Regions from separate parts of the Sus scrofa genome. Here region 2 is linked to region 1. The links are chromatin contacts, called in public promoter capture Hi-C maps. All regions are on one chromosome and are shown on one strand. Each heading gives the region's core, a stretch centred on a gene start, on an enhancer-like site or on the middle of the called end of the contact. The rest is flanking DNA. Distances are from core to core; before and after follow the strand shown. Region 1 holds the start of GLRX2 (glutaredoxin 2). Region 2 holds the start of TROVE2 (a long non-coding RNA gene).

What was found. Promoter capture Hi-C pulls out the DNA fragments that hold promoters and counts their contacts.
Region 2: a promoter capture Hi-C map of liver shows a contact between it and region 1, with 4 times the contacts expected there. The contact joins the promoter of TROVE2 here to the promoter of GLRX2 in region 1. A contact is called at or near these places in 2 of 5 promoter capture datasets (fetal liver and liver), 18 of 47 Hi-C or Micro-C datasets (adipocytes, alveolar macrophages, blood and 8 more) and 2 of 2 datasets of contacts at active chromatin or transcription factors (alveolar macrophages and skeletal muscle).

What each region holds. Positions count from the first base shown.
Region 1 is chr10:676,099-682,757 of Sscrofa11.1, forward strand. GLRX2 (glutaredoxin 2) reads left to right here and starts at 3,230. Exons shown (of 4, transcript NM_001243717.1): 1 at 3,230-3,365. The coding sequence starts at 3,265.
Region 2 is chr10:722,577-729,235 of Sscrofa11.1, forward strand. TROVE2 (a long non-coding RNA gene) reads right to left here and starts at 2,802. Exons shown (of 9, transcript XR_002336171.1): 1 at 2,624-2,802. It overlaps UCHL5 (ubiquitin carboxyl-terminal hydrolase L5), which reads left to right and starts at 3,112. Exons shown (of 12, transcript NM_001123210.1): 1 at 3,112-3,187. The coding sequence starts at 3,112.

The sequences.
Region 1 (6,659 bases), core at 1,980-4,479:
AGGAACCTAACTACAAAAGCAGTTGGTGATAAGTGCCCTGGAGAAAAATAAAGCAGAGCAGGAGTTCCCACGGCGGCACAATGGGATGGGTGGCATCTCTGTAGCACCAGGATGCAGGTTCAGTCCCCAGCACAGTGGGTTAAGGCCTCGGCATCATCCATTGCCGCAGCTGCAGTGTAGTCATGTGCCACAGGGTGGCCAAAAAAGAAAAATAGTAGTAATAATAATAATAATAAAGCAAAGCAAAGATGTTGCTAATTTAGATGAATTGATCAGGTCTCTAAGATTAGCAGGGAATTCAATTAGGTTTAAGGGAATTTGATTAGATCCACCACCCTGCTGCACTTGTGTCACCTTTGTATCAGTCATTGCGTGTTAGGGAGTCAGGTTTAGTGGAACACATCTGCATTATAGCTTTTGTAAGAAATGCCACCGAAGTTTCCCAGTCTTCAGTCTGAACCAAGTAATGTTACTCACTTTGGTATGTGAATTTACTCCCTCACTCTGGGTGGTCAGTAAATTTTGCAAGACAAAGATTTTACTCATCTACATCCACAGTTCAAACTTCCTATACTATTCAGTGAATTTTTTTTATCTCAAATGTAAATACATTCACCAGTAAAATCAAAAACATAGCTCCTCATTCATTCTCTCTTTGAAATGAAAAGAAAAGAATATAGGAATAAAAATACAAGTTGAGCTCCTCTCAAGGAAAGATATAGACCAGGATGACAAGGAGCTCAATGTCTTTGAAAAGACAAAAGCTCAGGAGTTCCTGTCGCAGAGCAGTGGAAACAAATCCGACTAGGAAACTTGAGGTTGCAGGTGTGATCCCTCGCCTCACTCAGTGGGTTAAGGATCCAGCGGTGTTGCCATGAGCTATGGTGTAGGTCACAGACACGGCTCGGATCTGATATTGCTGTGGCTGTGGTGTAGGCCAGCAGCAATAGCTCCGATTCAACCCCTAGCCTAGGAACCTCCATTTGCCATGGGTGCAACCCTAAAAAGACAAAAGACCAAAAAAAAAAAAAAAAAAAAAAGTTCTAGCAAAATCAATATGGCAAGAAAAGGAAATATATTTGGATTGGAAAGGAAAAAATAAGAAAACCCTCCCAATTTACATGTGATGTGATTTACTATGTAGAAATTCCCAAGGAACCTACCAAAAAAAAAAAAAAAGAAAGAAAGAAAAGACAAAAGCTCAGAATGCAAAAGTTAGGAAACATCTATCAGAAAATGCTGTTTGTTCAACACCAGATGGCACTCAGTTATTAATTTGCCTGGTGCAAGGCTCATAGAAGACTAGAGACCTTTTTTTTTTTAAATCGAGGTATAGTTGATTTACAATATTAAGTTTCGTGTGTACAACTTACTGATACACGATTTTTTAAAGTTATACTCTATTTATGGTTATCATAAATATTGGTTATATTCCCTGAGCTGTACAGCATATTCTTGTAGCTCATTTTTCTCCTTTGCTTTTTAGGGCCGCACATGCAGCAGGTGGAAGTTCCCAGGCTAGAGGTTGAATGGGAGCTGCAGCTGCTGGCCGACACCACAGCCACCTCAACAAGGGATCTGAGCCATGTCTGTGACTTACCCCCCAGCTCAGGCAATGCTGGATCCTTAACCTGCTGAGCAAGGCATAAATACTAGCCGTAGGGTTCTTAACCTGCTGAGCCACAACGGGAGCTCCTTGTTTGAAGTGCCTTCACTTGAGATCCCTTTTTAAAATATCTTTCCAGGAGTTCCTTTCGTGGCACAGCGGAAATTAATCTGACTAGTATCCATGAGGATGCAGGTTTGATCCCTGGCCTCCCTCAGTGGGTCAGGGATTCAGCATTGCTGTAGCTCTGATTCGACCCCTAGCCTGGGAACTTCCACGTGCCCCAGGTGTGGCCCTAAAAAGACAAAAAAAAAAAAAAAAAAAAAAACCCAAAAAACAAAAAACCTGTCCAGTGATTTATGTGCTTAACATGGGCCATCAATACTATATTAAAATTAAATCGTGGCATGATTATTTTACCTCTCAATACACAATTTGAAACAATAAGGTAAAATTCTACCTCAAAACAAAAATGACACAGTAAATTCCTAAACAGCTATCTTTCAATTTCAAAACTCCACAAACCCCACAACACTGTTGATAACATATCTTATTTTTATTTTTTTACATCTTATTTTTAAAGTTAATTTTGGATTTACGAGAAATGACTTTACACTTTTTGGGGTCTTCGTTTTTGCAACTACCCTTTTATCCTTTTATGAAGTAATGAAAAACGTGGCCCACTTGAAAGCAGGGAAAAAAACTATCAGAAACAGAAATGCTCATTTTGTAACTTGGTAACATGAATCTTCAGTTTAGCTAATTGAGCATGAAGACTCAAAAAAGGCCTGGATTGTTCCAATAATTGTTTAGAATTTTAGACACCATCTGACCTTTGACCTTAACAAATAGATTTCAATGTCCTGGTCCTCAGTAAATAAAAATAAAGGCTGACCCACCTCTTTTTATAAAGCAACGCACAAAGGGCTATTATTACCACGACTAAGGACACGATGATGTCATTAGCAGCACTCAAGCCATCAGACCCCTCTGGGCTATATTTAGTTTTATTTGCCTAATTTCATTTTGAATACACTATCTTTGTTTTCTTTGGAATGAACGTTCTACAACGGATCACTTTTTTTTCTAAAATCCAATCATCCCACAACTTCTGTGAGATCTTTTGTAATGACATATTTAGGTTGTTATTTCTCCAACACAAAGACCTGCCCGACAGGAAGTTGTAATTATGCTACCGTGCTATGTAAATATCCCAGGCACTTCGATTCGGCGTCAGACAGATTATCTTTCTCCTCCGTTTCGTCAGAAGGTTGACCACCATCCCCAGCACTGACGACACGTGCCCGCGATCCTTTAAGAGCGTCCCTAACCCTAAAGGAACAGGTGCAGGGCTTGGATGAACCCTGCAGACAGGCAGCCGAGGCACCTGCGGGCCTCCGACTGCCCTTCCCCAGTGGGTGGGCCTCGCCGGGATCCCGCCCTCCGGCCGCGTGGGAGGCGGGGAGGGGTAGGACCGGTCGGTGCGGTTGAGACGGGCAGCGCGGGCAGCCCGGGGAGGCGTGGCCGGCGGGCGGGGGCGTGGCTGGTCTGCGGACGGAGGCGGGGCCGGCGGCGGGGGCGGGGCCAACGGGCGGAGGCGGGCTCTCCCGAGGGGCAGTCGTCGGCGCGTCTGCTTGCCGCGGACCAGCGCTGCGACCATGTACTGGCGCCGCGCTGCTTTGGCGGGGACACGGCTGGTCCGGAGGGTGAGCGGCTCGACGGGGCGGTTTGGCGGGGCACCGGGAGCTTCGGCCTCTGGGTAAGGGGAGCTGCGAGCGGGAGGCCTCGCGGGGGTCTGGACCTAGCGGTGGGCGGGGGCGCCTCTTTGCGGCGCCGAGTGTGGGCCCTGAGTCCAGCGAGGCCCCTTCGAGTGCGGAAGGCCCAGGACGGGTGGGGAGGGAAGGGTGCCCTAAGCGCTCAAGTGGACTTAAGGATCAGGTGACTGTCAGGTTGAAAATTCTGAATCCTGTGCGCTTGGACCTCCTCTCCCCTTTGATTGCCAGATAAAATACAAGATGCCCTGATTAATGGGAATTTCAAATAAACAGCTAATGATGGTGCGGTCTACGAATATCCCCAGGATTGCAAGGGACGTGCTTAGGCTAAACAGATATTCGCTGTTTGTCTGAAATTCTAATTTACCCGACCGATATGCACGTTCATTTGCCAAATCTGGCAACCCTGCGGCAGGAAGTGAAAGTGACGCTTTCTACTAAATGGCCCAGTCTTTGAGGATAGGACGGTGACTTATTCCTGCCGGTGTCGCTCCAGCTAGAGCAAGGGCCGTGCTTCCCCTGCGCTTCCCCACCAGGAATGCCTGCGGCTCGCAGGCCTGCGGTGTGAGACCTCCTGCCTAGGCGGATGCTCTATCTGCCGCACTCGCGCGCGGCGGGTCGAGGCTGTCCTGCCAGCTCACGTATCTGAGTAGCCATCCCTCTTTCTGGAAGTTTCTTCCTACCTACTTGATCTGGTACCTCCTACTAGTTTTGCAAGACTGCCGGAACTCGGTTAATTTTCGGCACCACTAGAGACCTTTTCCAGAGGGTGCGCATCACGCAGTGTAACTGTTTGACTGACAGGTCCTTGAGGCTCCATTGCGGTTTTCCAGTGATACGTCTTTGGGGGTATTTAGCCCTTTGCCTGCTTGGCACAGAGTAGGTGCTCCATAAAAGTGGCATGGCTAGTGGGTACTCCATCAGTGTAGAAGCGAAACGTTTATTGTACACTTCTCAGTTGATGTCCCTTTCCTTAACAGGTGGCAACTTTTACCAAGCTCCACTAGAATTGGAGAAAAGTGCCTTCCAGAAACTTTCTCTTTTATTTAGTTGCGAAGAGGGTGGTATTTCAGAATGCACCTCCCACCTCCTCTCAGAACCCAAGAAAACATTCTCTCATGAAAATTTTGCTGAAACTTCAATCTTCCATAGTAGAGGCAAATAGTAGATGGTTTCGGGATGATTATTAAATGCTGGAATTGAGATGAAAAGGACGTGTTTTCTTAGTTGGTAAAACAAATAGGTTGTTTTCCACCAAAGCTCCTGCTTAGGTCCAGGGCAGCACCCCTTGACCTCCTCTGTCTGCTCTGGTTTAGTTCTAGGAAGCCCGCCTGCATTTTTCCTTCTTTCCTTTTTTCTCTCAATGAATTTTATTGCATTTATAGTTGTACAGCCATGGACACAATCTTTCAAGTCCCTCTAGAATGTTGGACGGTAGCGTCCAGCCTGCGTCTGTTTTTCTTAAAGCTGCACCTTCCACTCTCCTCCTGAGTTGGCTGAGGTCTCCGCAGCGCACTGCATTTTTCCAGCTTTTCCGAGATAAGCACACAGGCCCTTTTTGCTCTGAAGGTTTTCTTGCTGATCTGTGGGGAAGCATGGACTAATAGGCTGGAAATATTGGGGTGATAGGATGTTCTAACGGAGTAGTTTCTGTCTCTAACTCTGTTACTGCTGAGGGTTTTGGTCGTCACGGCTTCCTCATTGCTGAGAGTGCAGGCATGGCTCTGTGTCCAAGGGTAACATGTAAAAAGCTACTTAAAGTGGATTCTTTTTTTTTTTTTTTTTTTTTTTGTCTTTTTGCTATTTCTTGGGCCGCTCCCGCGGCATATGGAGGTTCCCAGGCTAGGGGTCGAATCGGAGCTGTAGCCACCGGCCTACGCCAGAGCCACAGCAACGCGGGATCCGAGCCGCATCTGCAACCTACACCACAGCTCATGGCAACACCGGATCGTTAACCCACTGAGCAAGGGCAGGGACCGAACCCGCAACCTCATGGTTCCTAGTCGGATTCGTTAACCACTGCGCCATGACGGGAACTCCTAAAGTGGATTCTTACAATGCCACTAAAAAAGTGTCAATTGATACCTTTGAGAAAAATGAAACTAAACATAAAGAGTAGCTTATTTTTATATTTAACGCCATATCAATTCTAAGAGCATTCACAATGAATGAAGTGCTGACTTGGAGGGAGAAACTTTCCTGTTAAAACTTGAGCTTTGGGAGTTCCTGTCGTGGATCAGAGGAAACGAATCTCTCGTATCCTTGAGGACTCAGGTTCAATCCCTGGCCTCACTCAGTGGGTTAAGAATCCAGCCCGCTGTCACTGTGGCGTTGCAGCTGGTGTTGCTGTGGCTGTGCATAGGCCAGCAGCTGTAGCTCTGATTCAGCCCCTAGCCTGGGAACCTCCATATGCCGCAGGTAGGGCCCTAGAAAGACAAAAAAACAAAACAAAACAAATTTGAGCTTTGCGGCATAATCATGAAGAACATCATTTTAAATATTTGAAGCCTCAGTTCTTTTTTGGTTGTGACATGCAGTGGTTCGATATGCAATCTCAGTTCCCAGACCAAGGATTGAACCTCCAGCCTCAGCAGTGAAAGTGCAAATCCTAACCGCTAGACCACCAGGGAACTCCCTGCAGCCTCAGTTCTTTATCTTACTCTCTTAGTCCTTAGATATTTGAATAATTCTTTTCTGAAGCCCCTATTACCTCATGTCCTTTTGCACGATTTGTGAATTCGCTCTGCAATTATTTAGCATCCTGGTGTTTGCTGTTGTTTCACAATCAGCAGGGCTTGACTGATCAAGAACTGTAGTAGCCGAGGAAAAGCTCTGGGGAGTTGCTGATATTAAACTGGTCCATTTTAATTCATATATTCCTGTTGCAGTGACTGCATCCCTTTTCAAGGATCCGGATAATAAATACTGAGATAATAAGTGTTCCTATAGTCAGAAAATAAAAGGAATACTGTCAGACATTTACTGTGGTTAAGGCACTGATCTTCGTGCTGTGTATCAATTCATTTAATCTTCCCAACCCCCCTGAGGACGGGGCGACTATGGTTCCCATTTTACAGATGGGGAAATGAGAGCTATGGACCCTTGTGGCTGAGATAATCTTAGTTTCCTTAAAAACCTTTGAATATTTGTAGGTTCTCTGTTTCACAGAGTGTTCATAGAGTTTTGGCATGTCTTAAGAAGAAAAATGGAACTATATATATATTTTTTCTTCTTCTCCTTCTTCTTTTTTTTTTTTCCAGCAACACCCACAGCATATG
Region 2 (6,659 bases), core at 1,552-4,051, 46 kb after region 1:
GTAACCGTACACAGAGTGCTTTTAGTGAATTGAGGTGTTTTATTGAATTACTGACCCTGAGAGGGTTGTAGGACCCTAAATTTGTCGTTGGCCAGGCAGAAGTGTGAGCAGACTGCAACCCAACCAGAAGCTGTTTTCCGAAATAAGGGCAATCCTGCTGGGGATCAGAGATACACACAGACACATACACGTGGAACCTTAATTTCTTCCTTCCCCACCTGCCGCCATCTCCCTTCTTCAAGCTTAAGCTCTACTGTCACTGGTTTAATAGGCTGTTGGGCAGTGAGTGAGGTCAGAGACTGGTCACTAGTTAATGCACTCCTGAATAATCAAGTGTTGTAAATCCAGATTAACAACAACAAAAGAGAGTTAATTCTTTCGGTTGCCTGACCTAGTCAGTGCTCTGAAAGCACAGTCCTTCAAAGAAATCTAATACCGCTGAAGCTGTATTAAATGTCTATAAAGTAAACCTTTGGGGAAGAAATTAAACAGATCACTCTGAAATTATCCACTTCTCTTTTTATGCTTATTTTATACATTGCCCGCTTCTTCTTCCTAATTTTGGATGCGAAATCAGTGAGTACTAGTAATACACAGTATGTAACAGCACTTCTTTCTGCTTTTTATTCATTGAAACTAGAACATCTACAGTATACCAGCACTAATGATACACTACTTCTAAGGAGTCCTATGTTTTTCTTGAATGTACACTTATCTAAATGTCTTTCCAAAGCTTTTTGATCACTTCATCCAAAGAGGTCAAACAAGTTTTCAGTTTATTCTTTTTTTTTTTTTTGTCTTTTTAGGGCCGCACCCACTGCACATGGAAGTTCCCAGGCTGGAGGTCGAATCGGAGCTGCAGCTGCCAGCCTATGCCACAGCCACAGCAACACTGGATCTGAGCTGAGTCTGCAACCTGCAACCACAGCTTGTGGCGACAATGGATCCGTAACCCACTGAGCAAGGCCAGGGATCAAACCTGCATTTCCATGGATACTAGTCAGGTCCATTACCGCTGAGCTACAATAGGAACTCCCAGTTTATTCCTTGTAAATGAAGTCAAAGCTGACTTACATCTATGAGAGAGGGCAAGACAGCTGTAAAAGAAACAATACCACAAAAACTGGGGCCACAAATTCAGATCACTACCACTTAGACTGGTAACAGACATGAGTGGATCAAGTCAAGTGAGACTGCAATAAAAAGCTGTGAGGAACTGTTGCACACAGGACAGCATGGCCCGTTACTGCCAGATCGTCTCGTTTTTTCTCAAACACCCAGAAATCAGGATTTTTATGTGAGCTCTTAGAATTAAATGTTAACAACATAATTAAAGAAATCCCCCCCCCACTTCCTGATTACTTATAAGTTGTGTCAAGGGCTGAATTTTCAGTTTGGTATTTCTACAACATGCACCATAATAAGCCGGTAGCAGATGTTACTTCTGATGTATTTATTTAGCGCCAAAAAACACTTCCAAGTTCACACCAAAATTACAGATTAAAAAAAGACCACAAAGTACTGCAAACAGCTCTGGGCTCTGATGACACTCATTCTAGGTATGGATGATAAGGAAATAAGGCTAGACTCCTGTGCCTCACAAACTTTCCCATCTAATTACACTTAACAGAACAGACGTCCCCCCACCCTTTGCTCTCCACCCCAGTTTGAGGTCGAAGTCTCCCGGGAATAAACTTCATGAAAATTTCCTTTTTTTTTTTTGCCTTTAAATTTAACACTTGGTACACACGCTGGCTTTCCCTCTACAGTATACCCATTCTTGGTTTAATGTAAAGCTACTGTTTCCCTCAGTAAACTACATCCTATTTTGTGGCTTCACGCAGTCCTGAAGCACAAAGTTTCCTTATTCCAAGGAACGGACTACCTGTCTGAGAAGCAAAGAGTCGGAGTTTCAACAAGGCAAGAATTTTTTTTCTGGAAGCCAAGGGCCCTTCTTGGAACTCAGAGCCTTAAGGAGCGATGCACAGACGATACTCCTGTTGCAGACGTGAGTCTTACTTAGCACGAGCTTTCCGCCAGAGGCGGGTGAAGGAGGGCGATTTCGGGATTGGGGAAGACGGGCATTTTTGATTTAACACCTCCTTCGGCCTCACGACTACTACAGACGTGTTCGGATGAACACACAATTTTCCAACCTCAGCTCCTCGGAGGCACCGCCTCCCCTTGCACTTGTTTATCTTCCCCCGGCCCACCGGCAGCGGCTTCTCCCTCCCTCGGCACTCCCTCCCGGGCAAACTCGTCCTCCTCCCGCACAAAGATCCGTCTTCCCGAAGCCCAGGTCCCGGCGACGCCTCTCGGCGCGGCGGCGGCGGCGGGGGGCGGGGAGGAAGAGGAGGAGTAAGCGGCCCTCCCGACGCCGGCCTGCGGGAAGCTCTGCAAGTCGAGGGCCGGCGGGGGCGGCCCGGCGTCCGGAAGGGCCGGAGAGAGCGAGGATGCCCCTCGGGGAGGCAGGTTCCGCGCCCCGGGCCAGAGGGCGCGAGGCCGGGCGGGCGCCGGCCCCGGCCGCGGGGACGCGGGCTGCGGCGCGCGGAGCACCGGACGCGTCCCCGGGGCCGCGCAGACCGCACAAAGGGCCCCGGCCGGCTGCCCGCAGTTTCCTCACCTGTGCCCGGCGGCCCACTCTCGGAAGCTGCCGCGCCGCCGGGAGAAACGCTGCGCCTAGCCGCGGGACGACGACGCGCGGCGGCCTGACGGGCGGTGACCGCTCCGGCTCCGCCGCCAGGGCCTCCGGGTTCGGCTCCCCGAGCGAGCCCCGCCCCTCGCCGGGCCCCGCCCCCGACTGGCGAGGAGCCCGGATGTTCCCTCCTCTGGCGCCCGGAAGCCCGCTCTTCCTCCGCGGCCCCGCCCCTCTCGCGTCGGCGCCGGGTCCTCCGCGGCCCAGGAAGAGTTTCGGCGTCTTCTGGGCGGCTAGAGCGTCCTCCCGCCTCTGTCGCGCGGCAGGTGACGGCGCCCGGAGGCTGTCGGGAAGTAGGCGGGGTGACGTGGGCTTGACGAGCCAGCGGCGGGTTTGCCGAGCTCAGGGGCCGGCGGCAGCTGGAGCCGGGGTCGGCCGCAGCCGGAGGGGGCGCGGGGCGGCGTTTGGCCGGGGCCATGACGGGCAATGCCGGGGAGTGGTGCCTCATGGAAAGCGACCCCGGAGTCTTCACCGAGCTCATTAAAGGATTCGGTGAGAGCCGCGGGGGCCGTCCTGGGTCGGGACTCACGGGCGGAGGCCTGAGCCGGGCACGGGGTGCTTCCGTGCGGCCCCGCCGCCCCGTGTCTGCGGAGGAGGCGACTCCCCGGACCGTGGGGCCGGGGAAGGGAGAGGCAGGACTCCGGCCCTCCTCGGCCGGGGGCAGGCGCGTCCCCGGGGCGGGCTGGGGAGCCACCCCACGCGGTCAGGGTCGTGGCGGTCCTCGGCCCCGCCGTGTCTCCGCGACTCGGCGCTCAAGTCCCAGCTCCCTCGACCCACGCAGCCCCCGTCCCGGGCAGGTGTGCCCGGTGCCCGACTCCGGCCCCTTGCCGCGCAGGCAGAGTCAGGTGTGCCTTGTCGAGGGTGGGGTCCAGGGCGCCCAGGAGCCCGACCTTTCTGGCTGCTGGCGGCGGCGCAGCGCGGGAGGGGACGGGCCCCTAGGACGTCCGCTCGGACTGGCTGCGGGGGACGCCGGGGCCCCCGCGCTGGTTCTGCTCATTCGCGGCTTCCGGCGCAGGGTGCCTTCTCCAGCCGGTGCTCGAGACTGGAGGCCACATGCTTGCCTCCTAATTTCCTTCTGGCTCTAGTCCTTGTCTCTCATCCCAGGTGATCAGCATACTGGCCTCTTCAGCCTGCCCTGTCCCTCTTGTGCCCACCTTCCTCTTTGGCAGTAAGACTTGTGTGTAGCTGTTACATTTCCTCAAGTATTACTGATTTTAGCTGATGTGTTGAAACTTGTGCTGGGGTAGACATTCTCTGTTGATGTAGATACTGTCTGTGGTACGTAGCTGTCTATTTGGATATCATTTATCAGGTCTGTATCTCAGACCCGCCAGTAGGGTTTGGGAATTTTTGATTTTTGATTTTAAAAACTGTAATTAATTATTTGCTTATCTTGGCCATGCCTGCGAATTGCGGAAATGCCCGGATCAGGGATCAAACCTGTGCCGCAGCAGTGACGGCACCGGATCCTCAGGATCCCTAACTGCTAGGCCATCGGGGAACTCCGGGTTTGGGAATTTTTCAGGTGAATAAAGCAGGACTGCTGTTCTAAAGAACTAAGAAGCAACTTGTAATAGGGTGTATTAATTGCTGCTTTAGAGTATGTGCACATAGGTGGTGAGAACATAGGCAGATGAAAAGGCACAAACGGTAGTGAGGCTAACGTATATGGCTTCGAGAACAGCTAAGGAAGGGACTAAAACATGGTGTAACCGAGTAGAGGAGTGTTTGAATCGGAAGCCGAAAGGGTAAACTGAGGCCATGTTGGGCAGTGTGCATTGCCCTGTAGTCCCTGGGGACTTAACTGTCAAAGCTATCTCAATGCTGAAATAACAGCTTTAAAAGTAAAAAATTTACTGTGTGTGGTGTGCAGAGTGGATTGGAATGAAATGAAAGAAGCTAGAAGCTTCTCACAATGGTCCTTTTCAGATGATGGGCTTGACATAAAGTCGTCAAGACTTTAGAGAGGAAGAGGTAGGTTCAATCATTTTTGCCGTATTTAAATCCACAGGACTGTTAACTGACTGGGTGTACCCCAAAAGAGGTGAAAATCTTCTATGGTGTCTAGCTTGGGAGATTGGGAAGTACAGGCACAAGGGAAGAGTAGACTTGATGGACAAGAAAATGGGTTCAGCTTTGGACATTCACTGAGTTTGAGATGTCTGCAGATGTAGCTCTAAACTTTACCTTCAAAGTTTAACTTTTAGGACATATCAACGTTAACCCTAAGAAATGTTGTACCAGGCAAGTTTATTGATTTTAAAATTAAAAAAAAATAAAATCAGTCCATTCTATCAACAGCTACTGTTTCAGTTTCACATGTGCAGAAAACTTGAAATTGAAGATAATTTTGAAATAAAGACATGCCATAAGAGACTTATGGCTCTGTACCTTTTCTACCTGCATATATGAAAAGTGAAGCTGTAGTTATTCATGGATTGACTTGATTAGCCAAAGAACTTTGTAAAAAGTTAAGTGATGGTAGTTGTGTGTCGTCATCAGATGCTTCAAAGAGAAAATAAGTTTATTCTAATCTTCCCCTTTTTTTTTCTCATCCAATTCATGGATTTAAAAAAGCTTTTTTTTTTTTTTCTTTTGTCTTCTTGCCATTTCTTGGGCCGCTCCCGTGGCATATAGAGGTTCCCAGGCTACGGGTCGAATTAGAGCTATAGCCACCGGCCTACGCCAGAGCCACAGCAACACGGGATCTGAGCTGTGTTCTGCAACCTACACCACAGCTCATGGCAACGCCGGATCCTTAACCCACTGAGCAAGGCCAGGGATCGAACCCACAACCTCACGGTTCCTCGTCGGGTTCGTTAACCACTGAGCCATGATGGGAACTCCTCAAAAAAGCTTTTGAAAGTTCTTTCTTTCAAGTGAAACATCTTATTGTACTATGAACGCTAGTGTAAATTTAAGTTTCTTCCTGGAGGAGGGAATTATTTGTGAATTCAGTGAATATATAAAAATTTTGGTGGAATGTAATGTCATGGTAAAACAGAGTTTTTATTAAGAAACTGATGGGAGATCCCTGGTGGCTGAGTGGATTTGGCATTGTCACTGCTGAGGTGCAAGTCACTGCCATGGCATAGGTTCAGTCCCTTACCCAGGAACTTACTCATGCCACAGGTGTGACTGAAAAGAAAAAAGATGGAGGAGTTCCCGTCGTGGCGCAGTGGTTAACGAATCCGACTAGGAACCATGAGGGTGCGGGTTTGATCCCTGGCCTCGCTCAGTGGGTTAAGGATCCAGTCTTGCTGTGGCTGTGGTGTAGGCTGGCAGCAGCAGCTCCGATTGGACCCCTAGCCTGGGAACCTCCATATGCCATGGGTGTGGCTCTAAAAGGACAAAATAAAAAAAAAAAAGAAAGAAAAAAAAGATGGAGCAGAACTAGACTTGTAATTGATACAGTGCATATATACTTCATAAATACAGCAAAACAAATTATGATAATCTACTAATTAAAAATAGAAGCTGTGAACTTCTAATTCCATCCAAGATGGAGTAATAAGGAATTAATTTACCATGACAAATCAGTGACTTCAGCTTTCACTTCAAGAAACTAGGAAAAGGAGTTTCTTTTGTGGCTCAGCAGGTTAAGAACACGATTTTGTGAGGATGCAGGTTTGATCCCTGACCCACCTCAGTGGGTTAAGGATCTGGCGTTGCCACAAGCTGTGGCATAGGCCTCAGCTGCAGTTCCGATTCAACCGCTAGCCCTGGAACTTCCATATGCTGCAGGTGCAGCTGTAAAAAGGGGGGAAAAAAAGAAACTAGAAAAAAAATGAGCAGATTAAACCTAATGTAAGCAGATTAAAGGAAATAGTAGCATCAGAGTTGAAAGCAGTCAAATAGAAAGGAGAAAAATATTAGAGAAAGTCCGTGAAAGTAAAAGCTGATTTCTCAAGGATCAAGAAAATGGATACACCTCTAGTCAGGGTGACTGTTAAAAGGAGAGGAT